Linked DNA regions of Oryctolagus cuniculus: region 2 is linked to region 1. The links are chromatin contacts, called in public Micro-C maps. All regions are on one chromosome and are shown on one strand. The core of a region is the stretch at or near the end of the contact, and the rest is flanking DNA. Distances in the headings are between cores, read along the strand shown. Region 1 has its middle 26 kb from the start of SMC1B. Region 2 overlaps FBLN1 (fibulin 1).

Evidence for each region. Hi-C and Micro-C count contacts between places; a contact is called where the count stands out from the background.
Region 2: a contact with region 1 is called in a Micro-C map of ear pinna, with 3 times the contacts expected there. The contact joins two enhancer-like sites. A contact is called at or near these places in 3 of 6 Hi-C or Micro-C datasets (ear pinna, psoas muscle and an unstated tissue).

Annotation. Positions count from the first base shown.
Region 1 is chr11:120,149,358-120,152,067 of mOryCun1.1, reverse strand. No RefSeq gene overlaps it. Among named protein-coding and RNA genes, the nearest start is that of SMC1B, 26 kb to the right of the region's middle. Within about 2 kb of position 1,262, at least 2 of the 8 cell types and tissues checked have an H3K27ac peak or open chromatin away from gene starts, as enhancers often do. A contact at or near this core is called in ear pinna, where this site is marked.
Region 2 is chr11:120,215,137-120,218,097 of mOryCun1.1, reverse strand. It overlaps FBLN1 (fibulin 1), which reads right to left. Exons shown (of 17, transcript XM_051840583.2): 8 at 2,557-2,694. Among named protein-coding and RNA genes, the nearest start is that of FBLN1, 28 kb to the right of the region's middle. Within about 2 kb of position 1,382, at least 2 of the 8 cell types and tissues checked have an H3K27ac peak or open chromatin away from gene starts, as enhancers often do. A contact at or near this core is called in ear pinna, where this site is marked.

The DNA.
Region 1 (2,710 bases), core at 13-2,512:
AGCACCGGGCGCTCCACTTACTTGGAGTGTGGGAAGAGGAGCAGGTGTGGGAGGACAGTGCGTGGCAGTGGACCGCAGGTAGACGCTTCCGGAGCAGTGAAGGGGCTCAGAGCGAGGTGGACCTTTCCCTCCAGTCCTGGGCCGCTGCCGCCAAGCGGCGGGGGCTTCACCCAGATGCTTCCTCGCCTCGCGCCCTGCAGGTGCCTGGAGCCAGGAGGGGGGTGGAGCCCTGTGGGTTGCGACATCCCCAAGTGATGGACGGGCCCGACGTCTTGTGTTTGTTTCTCAGTGCTGCCTTCCAAGAGGGAATCTAAAACCCCACATTCTGACATTCAGTGTAATTTCCAGTCATTTCCACCGACAACATGTGGTTCTTATTATCAAAGATACACACGCAGATGTAACATTCAAATCTTGGCTTCAATGGGCAAAGAAAACAAGATAATCTCAAGTATTGCAGCAGCCCTCAGACATTTACGATTCCAAGAAATGGCTGTTGGACAAGGATCCCAGAAGATCCATTTTCCAGCGTGTTTCTGGCTGGGGGGGAGCCAGCCTCTTAGTCAGTTTCAGGCTGTGCATCTGAACTTTCAACTGGAAGGCCGAACGGCTCTTGGTGGCGAACTCGTCGGCTCAAGGACCCCGAAATTCCTCCCTGGCCTCCCTCACCCCAAGGGACCCCCAGGTAAACAGACGGTGCTCAATAAGGGTTTGTCGAACGAGGAAAGAACAGAGCAGTGAGTGCCACAAGCTGTCACGCACCAGGTCTGCTCGTCTGACATTCTTCTCTGAAGGTTCCGTGAGCTGATTATTATGGGCGGGGGTGGCTCCTCTGAGACAGAAACGGAAAAATATTTATACAGAACTTGTGTTTTGAACTGCGACGGAGAACTTTATCTTGCCCCCATTAGGTTCTGCGTGAGTGATTTCAGTTCCTTCCAAAAACCATTCCTGGCACGGCGCTTTCCACTCCTAAACCCCGAAAAGCCTTAACAGAATAATTTATCAAGTTCATCCTAAGTGCCAAGCCCGCTCATGAATTATGTCATTTAATTCTCAGAATAATACTGCGATGATGGTATGTTTATTATCTGTACTTTACAGATGTGGAAAGAGAGCCTTGGAAATGCAGGCTCTTTCCCGAGTTCACGGCCCGGAGGTGACAGGCTGGTGTCTGAGCCCAGGGGGCACGACCCCTACGGCTCACTTCCTCACGGTTTCCGAGGCCTGAGCACAAGACTCAGACGGGATCTTCTTCTTCCTCTTCACCTCCTCTTCTTCCTCTTCCTGCTCCTCCTCCTCCTCCAAGGTTTGCTTATTATTTGAAATGTAGAGTTAGAGAGAGAGAGGGCAAGACAGAGAGACAGAGGTCTTCCATCCACTGGTTCACTCCCCACATGGCCGCAACAGCCAGAGCTGGGCCGATCTGAAGTCAGAGTCAGGAGCATCTTCCGGGTCTCCCACGTGGGTGCAGGGCCCCAAGCACTTGGGCCGTCTTCTCCTGCTCTCCCAGGCCACAGCAGAGAACCGCCCAGAAGAGGAGCAGCCGGGACCTGAACCGGCACCCAGAGGGGATGCTGGCGCCTCAGGTGGAGGCTTAGCCACTGTGCCTAGCACCAGCCCCAGGGGCGGGCTTTTTCAGACATTCATCTACTTACCCCCTGCTTGGTAACCCTGACCTGTAGGTTGGCCTCCAGGTTCCCATTTTACAGCTAGAAAAACCGAGTCTCCCAGAGGTAAAGCAACTTCTCTGAAGTGGCACAAAGCACAGAAACGCGGAGTTGGGGCCAAGGTTGCGGGGGGGGGGGGCTCCACATCTGCCCCCCAGACCCAGGTTGGCAGCCCCTCCTTCTGCAGCCCCTGTTCACCTGCAATCCTGGGACAACAGACCCCCAGCGAGTCCCCTCAGGGCTCAGCCCCAGCCTCCAGGGGAATGGCGAGGAGAGAAGGAGGGCCCAGAGCTGATGCGCCCGCCCGGCCACATGAAGCAAGCGAGAGATTGATTCCATTCTTCCCTCCCCAGGGGCTTGTTTGGCTGGGAGGTTTGGGTCAAGGCTGCGGAAGCCTCTCGCGCCCACCCCGCCTGGAGCCAGCGTGACCGGCCAGCTTCCTGCCCCCACCCAGCTGGGCCCGGTGCCCCTGAGGGAGGGTGGGGCTCCTTGCAACAGCCTCAGATCACCCAAGGACGCTGACAGCGGCAGGACAGGCACCAGAGCCCCATCCTGCTGTGTGCCCCACGACTCAGCACCGTGAGGGACCCCGGGCTCCCCGCTGATTGTGGAGCCCTGCCCTGCCTTAAGCACGTGCACACATCTGCTGCGCAGGGGTCCCTCCAGTCAGCCCCGCCAGGCCAGCAGGGTGATCTGCAGTGGACAGATGGAAGGCAGGAGTCCCCAGGGGCACCGGATTCCAGCCTGGCTCAGTATCACACGGTCCTGAGCAAACCGCTTCTCCTGCCTGAAGCTCAGTTTATTCTCATCAGGACGTGGGTATAATACAGAGTTTCTTACTGGGGAAGGGGTGTCCGTGAATAGAACGGGGAAGAACTGCCTCTTTATCTCCGGCTGCCTGTAACTGAGACCCGGCTTTTCCCCCCTCGTGGCGGAGCAGGGCATTCCCGGGGGGCAGCCACAGCCCTGATGTGGCTGAGTGGGGGGTTGGTTTGTTTTTACTCCAGGTTCTTGTCATAAGAATTCTAAGTGCTGACATA
Region 2 (2,961 bases), core at 133-2,632, 66 kb before region 1:
CGTCCCACGCGCAGACTGGGCTCTGGCCAGGCGTGGTCTCCTGCAAGGACCCAGGCCCTGCAAAGCCACCTTGGGGGATCGCTCTGTGCTGCTGTGTGCGTTTGGAAGGAGCTGAGGGGCTGTCTCACAGCCGCCAGCAAGGCAAGCGCGCCTCTCAGGTTCCACGATTCCCACACTGTTCCGTGGGATGTGGGGGATGGTGTGTCCCCACCCCCCGAGATACTGAAGAGGGAGCTGCACACCCCATCCAGGACTAGGAAACCAGTGGCTGAATTAATGAGTGAGCAAATGAATGAATGCGAGGGCGACCACATGGAGATCGACGAGTCCCAGGAAGGCACTGCATAGCCGCTCCCTCTTAGGGGCCTTGTGGGGAGGACCTGGGCAGTCCCAGCTGCTGGGGACCCAGCCACCCCACGCTTCCTCCCTGGGGCAGAGTCCAGATGTGGTGGGAGCCTCCCAAGGCCCAGCCCCTCCCCCTCCTAAGGAGGCGGCCAGGGGCTGGGGGAGGGGACTCAGAGAAAGAGGAAAAAACAGAACTTGAGGAAGACACGACAGCCGCAAGGCCCTGGGTGAGCACAGCGCAAGGTTCCGGAAAATTCCAGGTTTACCCCAGGGAGGAGGCCTCTGGTCCCAAGCCCCGCTGCCCGGGAGAGGCTCTGGGGCCTGGGAAGCCGGATTTTGGCAACACCTGGCGCTCTCTCCTGACAGTCATTCTTGCCGATGCAGTCAATCATTTCGCTAAAGACAACTTCAAAGTGCTGACACCAGACGTCTACTACACCGCCAAGTGGGCTTAAAGACAGGAAAGGAGAAGGAAAAAGCCCGAGCAGTCCGGCCTCCACAAGCACCAAAAGGCGCGGGAGCGCAGTCCTACGCTCACGCCGGGTCTGCCCGTCTCTCAACAGGAAGTTCAAGGGCACTTCCAAGACGTCCCAGAGAAGTGGAACTAAAAGACAAGTTTCTCCTGGTGCTAGAAATCCTGACGGCTTCTCCCTAACGCGCATCTGCTCGAGCTCTCTGGCGCTGCCCGTGCTCAGCCAGAGACACAAAAGCACTTTGCCAAGCGAAGGACGCGGCACTCGGTCTGAGGACTGAGACCCCCCCCCCCCCCCACAGCAGGCTGAGCTGGAGGAGCCTGAGAGCTGAGGGTTCGGTGAGGACCCCAGGGAAGCCAGCCAGAGCTCCGGCAGCCTGGCTCCAAGGGCCCCAGATCCGGGGTGGGGTGGGGGTGGGGGGACGAGTGCCGAGCCGTTCCTCCCCACAGCAGCGGGGAGATCGGGACCACGTTCAGACTTGCCAAGGTTCTTTGTGGGAAGCGGGACTGACTGTGCCGTGAGTCAGGGTTTCCAGCCCCAACAGCTGCCAGCCTCCTCGGCGGAGCCCCCTAAGCCACCGGCAAGTCTGAGCAGCGCCCGCCCTGCTCAGGGGCCCCCGGTGCTGAGCGCTGACCGCGCAGCTCACAGGAGGCTGGCGAGGGGCCAGCTGGCAGCCCAGCCGAGGCCTTCAATTCCCTCTCAAACGCAAGGTCAGTGCGGCTTTTCTGAGAGAAGCTGACAAAATCAGACAAAGCTTCGGCCTCTAGAGGGGAGCGGGCGGCAGCCACCCAGGGGGGTGGGCTCCGACTGGCGGCGCTCAGGGCCCAGAGCCAGAGGCAGGACCGAAGCTTCTGCCACGCAGAGGGCAAGGCAAGGCAAGGCTGAGGGAGGGGCTCGGAGGCAGGTGCGGCAGAGCCGGACGGCTCGCCTGGACGGCTCGCCTGCCACATTCCCGCACAGGTGCCGTGGGCCCCGTCCCGCGCTGTCCTCCCCCAGCGTGAGCGGTGCGCTGTGACCCCCCATTTCCACTCAGTCCACCTGGCACTTTCTCTCCTTTCCCACCAGTCCTCCCCGAGACCAACACAGAGCTCTCGTTTTTATCGTGGTGAAATGCGCGTCACGTCAACCTGGCCGTCCTGCCCGTCTGTAAGGGCACAGCTCCAGGGCACCGGGTACGGTCTCACAGCTGTGTGACCATCACCACCAGCCACGTCCCGGACGCCTTCATCTGGCAAAACTCGGACTCTGTCCCCAGAGAACGCTGGCTCCCCAGTCCCCACCCCGGGGCCCTGGCTCCCGCTCTTCTCCCCTGGTCTCTCTGAAGCCCACTGCCAAGAGTCTCTCCAGAACGCCGTCCAGCCGACTACAAGCTGGGGCAGGGAGCCGCGGCGGTCATCTTGCTGGCACCTGCTCGAGCCCGTATACCAGGGGTTAAGAGTAAATGTGGCTGGTCCATTCGGCTCAGAACCGGGCATCTCCAACTCCAGCATCCAAACCGTGCCATCCGTTTTTGTAAACAAAGATTTCTGGGAACAGTGTCTCCCACTTGTTCACTTGTTTGTTGTCCCTGGGTACTTTCACACCGCGGCAGATTCGAGCACCTGACACAGCCCACACGGCCCACAAGGCCTGAACTACCTGCCGGCTGCCCCCGCACGGACAGAGGCCCCGGAGCGGAGCGGCGGACGCCGTACCCCGCCGGCGGAGCCCGGGGCGCCCTGGCGGCAGCGTGTCTTACCAATACAGCTGCCTAGAGCATCTTGTATAAAGCCACTCTTGCACTGTAGCTTGGGTCTGCAGCGGAAGGATCCCAGAGTATTCTGACAGATAAAATCGGGGAGGCAGTTATGAATACCACTCTCACACTCGTCAATATCTGGTACATCATAAAAAAAGGAGATGGTTAGCGAGAGTAGTGCCAGGCATTTGACAACACTTCAACATCACAAGAAAGCCCTTCCCTAACGCTCATCACCCCACTGCCTCCCGAAACTGCAGCAGAGACGCCCCACACTCTGCTCGCTCCCCTCAAAGGGCTGACTGCCCCGCTTCCCCCAAGCCTCTTCCCAGGCGAACTGTCTGCTGTGTGTGTGCTCCTGGCACACGTATGTGTTCTTCATTCAGGCTAAGTGCATGTTTAGTT